Linked DNA regions of Sus scrofa: region 1 is linked to region 2. Evidence: chromatin contacts called from public Hi-C data. All regions are on one chromosome and are shown on one strand. Each heading gives the region's core, a stretch centred on a gene start, on an enhancer-like site or on the middle of the called end of the contact. The rest is flanking DNA. Distances are from core to core; before and after follow the strand shown. Region 1 has its middle 8.8 kb from the start of C2H19orf66. Region 2 holds the start of LOC100517145 (complement C3).

Evidence for each region. A called contact is a pair of places that touch in the nucleus more often than the background predicts.
Region 1: a Hi-C map of liver shows a contact between it and region 2, with 2.3 times the contacts expected there. The contact joins the enhancer-like site here to the promoter of LOC100517145 in region 2. A contact is called at or near these places in 1 of 5 promoter capture datasets (liver) and 6 of 47 Hi-C or Micro-C datasets (embryonic fibroblasts, liver and skeletal muscle).

Annotation. Positions count from the first base shown.
Region 1 is chr2:68,930,551-68,936,294 of Sscrofa11.1, reverse strand. No RefSeq gene overlaps it. Among named protein-coding and RNA genes, the nearest start is that of C2H19orf66, 8.8 kb to the left of the region's middle. Within about 2 kb of position 2,249, at least 4 of the 83 cell types and tissues checked have an H3K27ac peak or open chromatin away from gene starts, as enhancers often do. A contact at or near this core is called in liver, where this site is marked.
Region 2 is chr2:68,886,645-68,892,311 of Sscrofa11.1, reverse strand. LOC100517145 (complement C3) reads right to left here and starts at 2,094. Exons shown (of 41, transcript XM_005654852.3): 1 at 1,668-2,094; 2 at 1,349-1,556; 3 at 415-589; 4 at 157-227; 5 at 1-60. The coding sequence starts at 1,738. It overlaps LOC102165061 (a long non-coding RNA gene), which reads left to right and starts at 1,355. Exons shown (of 4, transcript XR_298095.3): 1 at 1,355-1,442; 2 at 2,247-2,411; 3 at 5,097-5,171; 4 at 5,294-5,667.

The DNA.
Region 1 (5,744 bases), core at 1,000-3,499, 44 kb before region 2:
TTGGAACTCTGTTCAAATGAATTTTGTGAGTGGAGACATCGCAGCAGCTGAAACAGGCTAAGTATCCTCAGAGCCAGCTGGGTTCCAGGATCTCTGTGGGGTGTCTTTCAGGCTTCAGGCTATCAAGTCATCTCTCAGCCTTCTGGCTTAGGTGCCACTGTCCCTTTTTTTCTTTTTTGGCCACCCCAAGGCATATGGAGTTCCCAGGTCAGGGATCAGATGGAGCAGGAGTTGCGACCTACCCACTGTGTTGGGCTAGGAATTGAACAAGTGCTCCAAGATTCTGTTGAGCCACAGCAGGAATTCCACCACCAGCCTTTTTATCAGATGAAGAACCTGAGTTTCAGAGTGATTAAGAAAATAGTGCGTGGCTCAGTCGTTAATGAATCTGAGTAGGATCCATGAGGTTGCGGGTTTGATCCCTGGCCTCGTTCAGTGGGTTAAGGATCTGGCTTTGCAGTGAGCTGTGGTGAAGGTTGCAGATGCAGCTTGGATCCCACATTGCTGTGGCTGTGATGTAGGCTGGCAGCTACAGTTCCGATGAGACCCCTAGCCTGGGAAAATCACATGGGCACCTGGCTTATAACTGGCAAAGTTAGGACCTCTATGCTCTTTCAAGCTGGAATTGAGGAGAAATATAGAGGTCAAGGAGGCAAACTTTGGTACCAGACAGTCTGAGTTTGGGTCCATTGCTAGTTCTTTGAGCAATCTCATCATCTTTCTGGGTTTCAGTTTCCCCATTTCTTTTTTTTTTTTTTTTCTTTTTCTTTTTTTTTTCTTTTTGCCTTTTCTAGGGCTGCTCCCGTGGCATATGGAGGCTAGGGGTCGAATCGGAGCTATAGCCACTTGCCTACGCCAGAGCCACAGCAACGTGGGATCCGAGCCACATCTGTGACCTACACCACAGCTCATGGCAACGCTGGATCCTTAACCCACTGAGCAAGGGCAGGGATCGAACCTGAAACCTCATGGTTCCTAGTCAGATTCGTTAACCACTGCGCCGCGACGGGAACTCCTCAGTTTCCCCATTTCTGAAGTTAGAATAAAGGTGTGAAGGTTCTGTGAGTTAATGTAGATAAACTAAAACCTATGTACAAAGAGTAACATAAATGTATTTATGTACAAAGATAGGTAAACATATCTATACCCAAAGAGACCCACAAACGTAGAGAATGGACTTGTGGTTGCCAAGGGGGAGTGGGGAGGGAGTGAGATGGATGGAGAGTTTGGGATTGGTAGATGCAAACTATTATATTGAGAATGGATAAGCGATGAGGTCCTATTGTACAGCATGGGGAATTATATCCAGTCTCTTAGGATAGACCATGATGGAAGATAGTATGAGAAAGAGAATGTGTATATATGTATATATATATATGTGTGTGTGTGTATGACTGGGTCACTTTGTTCTACAGCAGAAACTGGCACAACATTGTAAATCAACTATACTTTAATGAAAAAATATTAAAACACTAGATAAACCGTGTAGACCTGTGCGGTCTGAAAGGTTAACCTCTGGCCACATGTAGCCTTTGAGCCCTTGAAACATGGCAGGTCCTAATCCAGAGGTGCTGTCAGGATCAAATGCACACTGGATTTCAAAGATTTATGTTAAATAACACACCATTGACTTTTTGTTCTAATTACAGGTTGAAGTGATACTATTTCAGATGCACTGGGCTAAATAAAATTATCTTCAATTTCACTGGTTTCATTTTGCCTTTTTATTTTTTATTTCTTTCTTTCTTTTTAGGGCCACACTCGCAGCATATGGAAGTTTCCCCCCAAGGGGTCAAATCGGAGCAGCAGCTGCCAGCCTATACCGCAAACACAGCAAAGCCACATCTGAGTGGCGTCTGTGACCTACACCACAGCTTATGGCAATGCCAGATCCATAACCCACTGAGCGGGGCTAGGGATTGAACCTGCGTCCCCATGGGTACTAGTTGGGTTCATTAACCAATGAGCCACAACAGGAACTCCCTCATTTTGTTTTTTTAAATGTGATGACTAGAAAATTTAAAATTACAGATGCAGCTTCCATTATATTCTTATGGGATTGTGCTGATTCAAGGATACAAAACACAGTAACCCTCCCAGGAACGCGTAGCTATTTTTATTACCACACCACCTTGGTTTATGTTGCTTTTCCCCTGGCATGAAATGTGGGGAAAACAGTCCTCTGCTCCAGCCCTGAGCCTGGTGGCTCCCTGTCTGCTCCTGGCAGCAGACACATCCACAGTTAATCATTGATCCCACCTTCCAGAAAGCTCTCAGGAAAGTGCATGTGGTAATCTTAGCTCTGGGAGTGGGGGTGTTCAGGTGACTTCAGCTCTTTATATCTCACATTTTGAAATTTCAAATTTGTAGAACACCCCCCAGCCCCTGTGCCCCAAAAAACCCACCCCAGGACACTGCCTTTTTTCTTTTTTTTTTCTGGTTGCCAAAGTGAAGTGTGCTGGTTCTAAAAAATATTAAGAAAGATTTTATTTAGAAAGAGGAAGTCTTTATATACACAGCAAAATAAAACCTTAAGTTAAAGCTTTGCCTGTGGCCATCGGTGTCCAGAAACACACAGGAAAGAGGGCACAGGGTGTGCCAACAAGCCATGGACAGTTCTGCTTCCTGGATGGGGAGGCTTTGGATGGGGTAATGCATTTTCTTTCCTATATCTCTATAATCTGGGGAATCTTTTTGCTAGAATGTCTTCATGTATCATTAATAGTGATAATGATAATAGTAATGATAATAATGATAACAACAACAATACAAGAAGGGTTGGTAACTCCTCATTACCCTGTCCCCAGAATAAGCCCCATTACATTTGATGCATATTCTTCCAGGTCTTTTTCCTTTGAGCTACTTCTTTTTCTTTGTTTTTTTTTTTTTTTTTTTTTTTTTTTTTAAGGGCTGCACATGCGGCATGTGGAGGTTCCCAGAGCTACAGCTGCTGGCCACAGCCACAGCCACAGCAACGCCAGATCTGAGTCATGTTTGTGACCTACACCACAGCTCACAGCAATGCTGGATCCTTAACCCACTGAGCAAGGTCAGGGATCGAACCCGCAACCTGATGGTTCCTAGTCAGATATGTTTCCGCTGTGCCACAACAGGAACTCCAAGCTACTTGTTTTTCTATCTGACTTCATAATAGTGATAACTAAAGGAAAAAAGTGACTTAAAATCAAGGGTAGGGAGTTTCCACTGTGGCGCAGTGGAAATGAATCCCACTAGTATCCATGAGGTTTTGGGTTTGATCCCTGGCCTCACTAAGTGGGTTGGGCATCCGAGTTGCCCTGAGCTGTGGTGTAGGTTGCAGATGCAGCTCAGACCCCATGTTGCTGTGGCTGTGGCGTAGGCCAGTGGCTGCAGTTCTGATTCAACCCCTAGCCTGGGAACTTCCATATGCTGTGGGTGCAGACCTAAAAAATAAAAAACAAAAACCCAAAAAACGAACAAAAAAACATGTCTAGGAGTTCCCACTGTGGCACACCAGGATGATTGATGCCTTTGCAGGGCCAGGACACAGGTTTGATTCTTAGCCTGGCATAGTGGGTTAAAGAATCTGGTGCTACCACAGAAGTGGCTCACTTCTCTCTACCCATTCCATTTCTTGGCATCCCTGGTCCTCTGGCTGGACTGGGGGATAAAAGAACTCACTGAGCTTGGATGTTCACACCCAGAGCACAGTCATTGAGGTAGAAGAAAGTCTTGTTTGGTTTCAGCTGGACCCCAAAAGACGGGAGCACTGTGTGGAGTAAACCGAGTGTCACCCTAGGAGTTCCCGCTGCGGCTCAATGGGATTGGCACTGTCCTGGGAGCACTGGGATGCAGGTTTGATCCCTGGCCCAGCACAGTGGGTTAAAGATCCAGCGTTGCCACAGTTGGGGCATAGGTCGCAATTCAGTTCTGATCCCTGGCCCGGAAACTCCATATGATGTGAGGTGGCCAAAAAAGAAAAAAAAAAAAAAAAAAAAAAGTAAGTCCAGATTTCTAAATAAACAGAGTTCCAGATCAAAAGCGGAAGTTATTTTGTTACTGGGTACTCCGGGAAGATATACACACTCTCCGTGCCTTTTTTTTTTTCTTTTTTTTTTTTTTTTTTGTCTCTTTTTTTTTGCCTTTTCTAGGGCCGCTCCTGTGGCATATGGAGGTACCCAGGTTAGGGGTCTAATCGGAGCTATAGCCACCAGCCTATGCCAGAGCCACAGCAACGCGGGATCTGAGCTGTGTCTGCAACCTACACCACAGCTCACAGCAATGCCGGATCCTTAACCCACTGAGTAAGGCCAGGGATTGAACTCGCAACCTCATGGTTCCTAGTCAGATTCGTTAACCACTGCGCCAGAACAGGAACTCCACCGTGTCTTTGTTTTTTCACTTAAGAAATGGGAAGGAAACAGTCCTCGCCTCCTAGAGTTGCTGGGAGAAGAAAGCCATTAATGTATAAGAAGTGTTTTTGTCAGAGCCTTCCCGACATAGGGGTTCAGTAAGTGTTTGTTTTGACTCTTTTACAAGATGCAGGTTCAGTTCCTGCTGTGGCGCAACTGAATAGGCAGCATCTCTTGGGAGCTCTGGGACGCAGGTTTGATCCCAGCCCTGCACAGTGGGTTAAGGACCAGGCCTTGTTGCAGGGGTTTAGGTCGCAACTACAGCTCAGATCTGATCCCTGGCCCAGGAACTCCATATCCACGGGGTGGTCGAAATAAAAAGATGTAGGTTCAAACCAGAGTCCAAGATGTCTCCCTGCCCAAGGCTGAAACTTACTGAAGCCCTTTGTTTGCTCATCTGCAAAATGGGATCACAGCACTCGTGCGTATTGTAGGATTAAGTGAGAGATGAGACCCAGGAGTTACCACTCTGCCCTCCAGGATGCCCCACTCCAGGGGTGCCAATAAACAATAAGCAATCATAATGTTCCATACAGATGTCCAGGGTAGGGGAGGAGAGAACATGTGGGCAGTATTCCAGAAGGAAGTGGTACATGTGACACAGGGTTGGGTGGGGAAAGGAGGAAGAGCTGAACTAGGAGTTCTCAAGCTCTCCAGAGCATCAGGACCTCACCAGGGGCTTGTTAAAAAAGGAAACTTCCCAGTGCTCACCCCAGACTTATGAGAAGTGCCAAGGCAGTGCAAAGACACAGGATTTTTTTTTAAAGCTTTTTAGGGCTGCACTCAAATCATACGAAAGTTCCCTGGCTAGGGGTCAAATCAGAGCCGTAGTTGCCAGCCTACGCCACAGCCACAGCCATGCCAGATCTGAGCCAAGTTTTCAGCCTACACTATAGCTCATGGCAACACCAGATCCTTAACCCACTGATGGAGGCCAGGGATGGAACCCAAGTCCTCATGGATACTAGTTGGATTCATTACCGCTGAGCCAGGACAGGAACTCCAAGACAGGGGATCTTATCTATTTAATAAATGCTGAGTTCCAGACATTGTTCTGGTCCTCAGATCCTTTCCCTTCAGGAGCTGACATTCTAATGGTGGAGAGAGTTATGTGAAGGTTTCCTGATAGTGGCTGTGGACAATGGGGATGGTGACAGTTATGTTGAGAGCATAGAAGGAAATTATTGTTATCATTCTTCTCCCATTTTTTTGTTCTTTGCCTGTGCCTGAAGCATGGAGGGGCTCCCCCAGAGATGGAACCTGCACCACAGCAGCGACCCAAGCCACTGCAGTGACAATGCCAGGTCCTTAATCCACTGAGCTACCAGGGGACTCCTGGTTAAGACATGTCTC
Region 2 (5,667 bases), core at 845-3,344:
TGCTAAGACCCCATCCTTGGCCTGGAAGTCTTGGCTGATCACAGTGACCCCTTGAGGGTTCTGTGGGGAGAGGGAATGGGTATTTCATGCCCTAGGCCTCCGGCACATGATCCAACCCCAATGTCTAGGATCTACTCTCCCCTCAGGAGAGGCCACCTTGATGTCCAGAGTGAATGTCCTGGTCACAGGATCCATCTTGTGGTCCACAGTGTACACCCGGTATTGAACTGGAGGAGGAGGAGGAAGGACTCTGAGCGTGGGAGAGTTTGGAAAGGTGAGTGTGTGTATGTGTGTGGGGCCATCAGGACCTTGGGCACTGGGGGGACCTTGGACAGAAGGACACCTTGGGACATGGAACATGTGGGCATCTTGAGAGTCAGTGACTGCTCCAGGCCAGATAACCGGGGGTTTTACCCAAGTGCTCAGGTGTGTAGATGGTCTTGTCTGTCTGGATGAAGATGTAGCCAGCATGAGGAGCCACCAGCACCAGCTTCTCCATGGATGAAGAGACGGAGGTGGGTGCCCATCTTGCCTGGATGATGACATACTGTGTCCCTGGTTGCGGGGGGTATACCAGTTTCTTGGGAATCTGGAGAAAGATACCCACACTCAGGGCCTGCTGGGGTCTCCATCCTTGCGGACAAAGCTCTGGGCGGGATCTTGGAGTATCAGTGGAATGGGAGCTCTGTGGCTCTGCCTTTGGGAACAAGGTCCCCACGTGTGTGGTCCAGGTTGCTCCTGAACAAGCACACCCACCCAGCCCAGGAGGGATGCGATTCCTTTTAGGCTCAGCTTCCCAAGACACCAGCAGAGGGCGCCTTTGAACTAATTTGCACAGAGGCGTTATATGGGCTAATCCAGACGACTTAAGGCACTTTATTTTTATTTTATCTATCATCTATCTGTCTGTCTATCTATCTATCTACCCATCTATCTGTCTTTGGCTGTGACCTCGTCATACATAAGTTCCCGGGCCAGGGATGGAACCAGAGCCATAGCAGTGACGACACTGGATCCTTAAACTGCTGTGCCACAAGAGAGCTCCATGGGACTTGGGATTTCTAAATGGACAGGACAGAGTTCCCTGGTGTCTCAGTGGATTAAGGATCTGGCGTTGTCACTGCTATGGTGCGATCCCTAGCCCTGGAATTTACACATGTGCGAGTAGTGGGAGGGAAAAAAAAAAAAAAAAAAAAAAAGCGAAACATGGGACTACTAAGTATATCCAGGCACTGCACCTCTTCTCCAGTGAGCCTCATGGGAAGTCTCTCTAGAGTCCGCCCCTCTCCACTCTTGGTGCTGACCCAGCACCTCCCCTTCCGGCTGCCCATCCTGGCCTGTCACCCACCGTCACCGGTGTCTGGTCCATAAAGTTGTTCTCTGGTGAGAGAATGAGCTGGCTCCTGGCCACGATGGTCTTCTTCATGGGGAAGTCCCACACGGTGAGATTGACCTCGAGGGGCCTGGTGAGGGGCTCTCCGGAGTCTGAGTGAGCCTGCACATGGATGTTCTCTGGACTGCTGACCCGCAGGACCCGGGGGGTCACCAGCATGTACCTGCCAGCAGACAAAGAGGCACAGGGGGACTCAAGTGGGGGAAGTGATGGATGGGGTGGCATGCAAGGGCATCAGGCAGATGGCAGATGTCCCCTGGTTCTCCAGACTCACAGTGGCTCAGCATGGACGACTTGGGCCCCCAGGAGGAGCAGAATCAACCCCAGGGGCCAGGGCACATCCATGGCGGTGGGAGGATGATGTGGGGCCACGAGCCACAGATGCTTGTCCTCTGGTCCACCCCAGCTCTGCTCTGTTTGCCTTGCCTTGGCCTGTCCCCTGAGTTAATATCTAAACGATGGTGGGGAGGACATTCCCATAAATCCAGGTGGCAGGAGGGGGCCCCTTCTCCCTCCTCAGCTGGGCCTCCAAGGCATGGGGGGTTGGGGATATTTGCATAGAGAAGGGTTTCCGCCCCACCCCCTGCCTTGGGGAGGTCAGCGTATTAGGAAGGCTGCCTTTCCCATCAGCCTAGGGGGCTTATCTTGAAGCCCTGCCCCCACGCCCTCCCCCAGCAGGGAGCCTGGCTCACGTGGCCCTGGGCATGAACTCCAGGCTTGGGTTGGGATTGGCTGGCAGGGGCAGGAGGAGACAGGCTAGTCCCCACCTCTGTCCTTGTGAAACTGGCAAGAGTTGCTAGGGTAGCTGCTCACACGGCAGCTCAGGCATTATGTTTTCATTTCCCAATCACAGGCACAATCTGCCACATGGTGTTTAGCTCCTTGGCCCCGGAACCCACTGAAATGGAAGCTTCTGGAAAATGCACAGGTCAAGTCCTCTCCCAGGGCTTCAGATCTTTCTGCACCCAGCATGAGCCGCATGGTTCTTCTCCTTCCTTTCAGGAGACGACTACACTTGGTAAATTGCGACATTGTCCATTATTCCTAAATCATGCCAATCTCTCTGGGCTCCTTCTCCAGAAGGCAAATGATACATCTTAAACCAGGGAGGAAAACACATCATGCTTGAAGCATTTCTGGAAGAAGGCTTTCTCTATCTTGAAGGAATTCTCACTGGCTGTTTAATATGCCTGTTTGTAGGGGCTTGGAAAAGGGAATAGGGAGCTTGACAAGAGCAAAGCCATTTTGCTGCCACCATCCATCTTGGTGAACTTAAGGTGACTCATACGAGGGCTCTGAGAAAAACAAAGTCATTAGGACTTGAGAAACTCCGGGCCCCGATTGTTCTAAAGAAATTCAAAAATAGCTAGGTTGTACTTGAAGTCAATCATTAAAGTAACAATATAAGACATTCTGTACAGCTATACATCTTTCTGTATCCTGCATGTAATAAAGATTAATGTAGCATGTTAGACACATAAGCAAGCACTATAAATGTGTCTTCCCCTTTCTGTTCGGGGTCCATGATTGGGAAGCAATTTCCTGTGAACACACCGGCGTAGTAAAGCTGTTCTCCATCTTCCTCGAGTGTCCTCTGAGGTGATTTCTGGGAATTCTATGACATGTTAAAGATGTTGAACCCAGTTTGTGGTGTCTGCCTCTTAGAAGCAGGTAGGGTTGCAGACAAGGTTGCCTGGTTCTTTCTTTTTCAATCACCGTCAGCTTGGAAGGGTCCCAAGATCTCCTCCACACAATGATGATAATATACATTTATGTAACCAAGTTTCACTGAGTATTTAATACAAACTTGGCCCTACTTAGCAGGCTGGAGACACAGCAATGACCATAATAGGCAAGGTCCCTGCTTGAGTCAAGTGGACGTTCTCTGAGAACTTACTAATGTCTATGACGCAATTTCTTCTTAAACCTCACAGCCTCCTGTGATTCAGGTGCAATGTGTACCCACTTTCCAGATTCTTTTTTTTTAAGGGGGGGGGGAGGAGAAGGTTAGACAAGGTGAATGAATGAATGAGTGAATTGCTTTTTAGGGGCCTGCAACTGCAGCATATGGAAATTCCCGGGCTAGGGGTCGAATCAGAGTTGCAGCTGCCGGCCACTGCCATAGCCACAGCAACGCTGGATCCTCAACCCGCTGAGCGAGGCCAGGGATTGAACCCACATCCTCATGGATACTTGTTGGTTTCTTAACCCACTGAGCCACAGTGGAAACTCCCTCTAGATTCTATCCTTGTAGAGAGCTGGGAAACCAAATGTGTCAGACAAAAGGGGGGAAAGTCATTTATTCCCCAGGCATTTATTATGTACCTACTATGTGACAGGCACTGTTCTATGGCTCCGTGAACACTCACAGACTAAAACTAAAATTACCACCCATTTTACCGATGAGAAACTGAGGCCCTGAGTGGGTGAGCATCTTACCCAGTGTCAGGCAGGTGAACCCTGAGGATGAGTAATGCTCTTAAGTCTGTGGTAAACAATCTCTTATGAAGCAAAGAATCAAAGAATTGAACTAAGGCCAGGATCAGGGAAGCAGGTGAGACCTCATTTAGAAGCTTCTAGAACATTGGTATTCCACCGCTGTCTCAGGCTTTCAGGGAATTTCCACTGGTTCTGTTCAGCTTTCCTGTGGCTGGGGCTGAGTTCTCCCCTTCACATCTTCATCTCCATCTCAGGAAAGGGGACTATGCAAAGGTGAGGAGCTGCAGGGCTTTATTCTCAGTCCTTCCCATCTTTCTCTCCAGTCTGGGCTCCCTCCCCTGGTGCCAGTGTCTCTGTCTCCCCAGTGGGGAGGTGGGTGCCAGGTGGGTGCATTCAAGCCTCTTTGCAGCACACCCAGGCCGGTAGGTTCAGGGAAGTTTTGATCCGCTGGCCACACAGTGGTTTAAGGAACTGGCATTGCTGCTGCATGGGTCACAACTATGGCTGGGATCTGATCCCTGGCCCCAGAACTCCATATGCAGAAGGGTAGCCAAAAAAGAAACTAACACAACATTATAAATCAACTATACTTCAATTAAAAACAACAGAGAGAGAGCTCAAGGCGCTAAGAGGTCGGGAGAGTAGCTGTGGGCTCCACCCAGGTCTGCCGCAGCTGTTAAAGGTAAAGGCCAAATCTCCCGAACTTGGCCACTAGAGGGCGCCAGCGAACCTCCCGCCAGACACAGAGCCGCGCTCGGCCTCCTCCCGCAGGAATGCCCGCGGCGGAGGGAGGGCACGTTGGCCACAAGCCCAGAGCAGCTGCTGCTGCTGCTCGGATTCCGCCCGCCTTCCCCTCCCTGGGACTCTCGGTTTGCAGCCGGGTAAGCCGGGGCGGGAGGGGCGGCCCTGCGGGGATGTGTGGCCTCGGTGTTCGCCCCCTCCTCCTGGGCTTTTAGCCCGAGGCTTCCCGGGAAAGGCCGGGCAGGACCCGGGAGGCCAGGATTATCACCCATAACAACATGGCAACAAAAGGCTGTCGTTTATGATCCACCTACTAAGTTTCTGCCCTCAGTGGGACCATCTGCTGCTACCAGAGCCTCCACTCTACGGATGAGGAAACTGAGTCTCAGAGAGGAACGTTGGTTGTCAGGAACTTAGTGTGGACCGTATGGCCACCATGTGATCAGTTTAGTCACTTTCTGTCCCAGCACAGGCTCCTTGGGTCATTTCTTGGTTCCTAAATAACCCCACTTGTTTTCCCCAGAGATTCAAGAACTGGCTTGGATCCCTAAGGGCATGGAAGGCCTCCTCTGCTGGTGGAAGGAAGTCTCTGACAATGGTGAGAGTTTTCAAGAGAAGCTTATTGCTAAGGGGGTGGGGGAGATAATTGAGCAATCATGTTTGGGATTGATTACTGGGTCTGAAAGCGCAGTGGAATTTCAATGCTATGTCTCCTCACAGAGCTCACAGCCGGATCCAGGAGAACTACCCATAAACACACAGCTGTGAGGGCCCAGCAGGACTTTGTAAACCATCTAACCTGGTGAATCAAGGAAGACTTCCTGGAGGAAGAGATATTTAGGCTGAGATCAGAAAGTCTCAGTAAAGTAAGAATAATCAGGTGAAAGGTTAGGGGTGGGAGAGAGAAGATGGTTTTGTTTCAGGGTAAACAGATGGAGCAAAGACCTGGAAGGAAGATGCAACACAGCGGTCTAGGGAGCAGAAAAATATCTTTAAATTAATTTTTTAAATTTGGCCTGGCCCACGACTTTTGGAAGTTCCCCAGGCCAGGAATCAAACCAGCGTCACAGCTGTAACAGAACCACAGTAGTGAC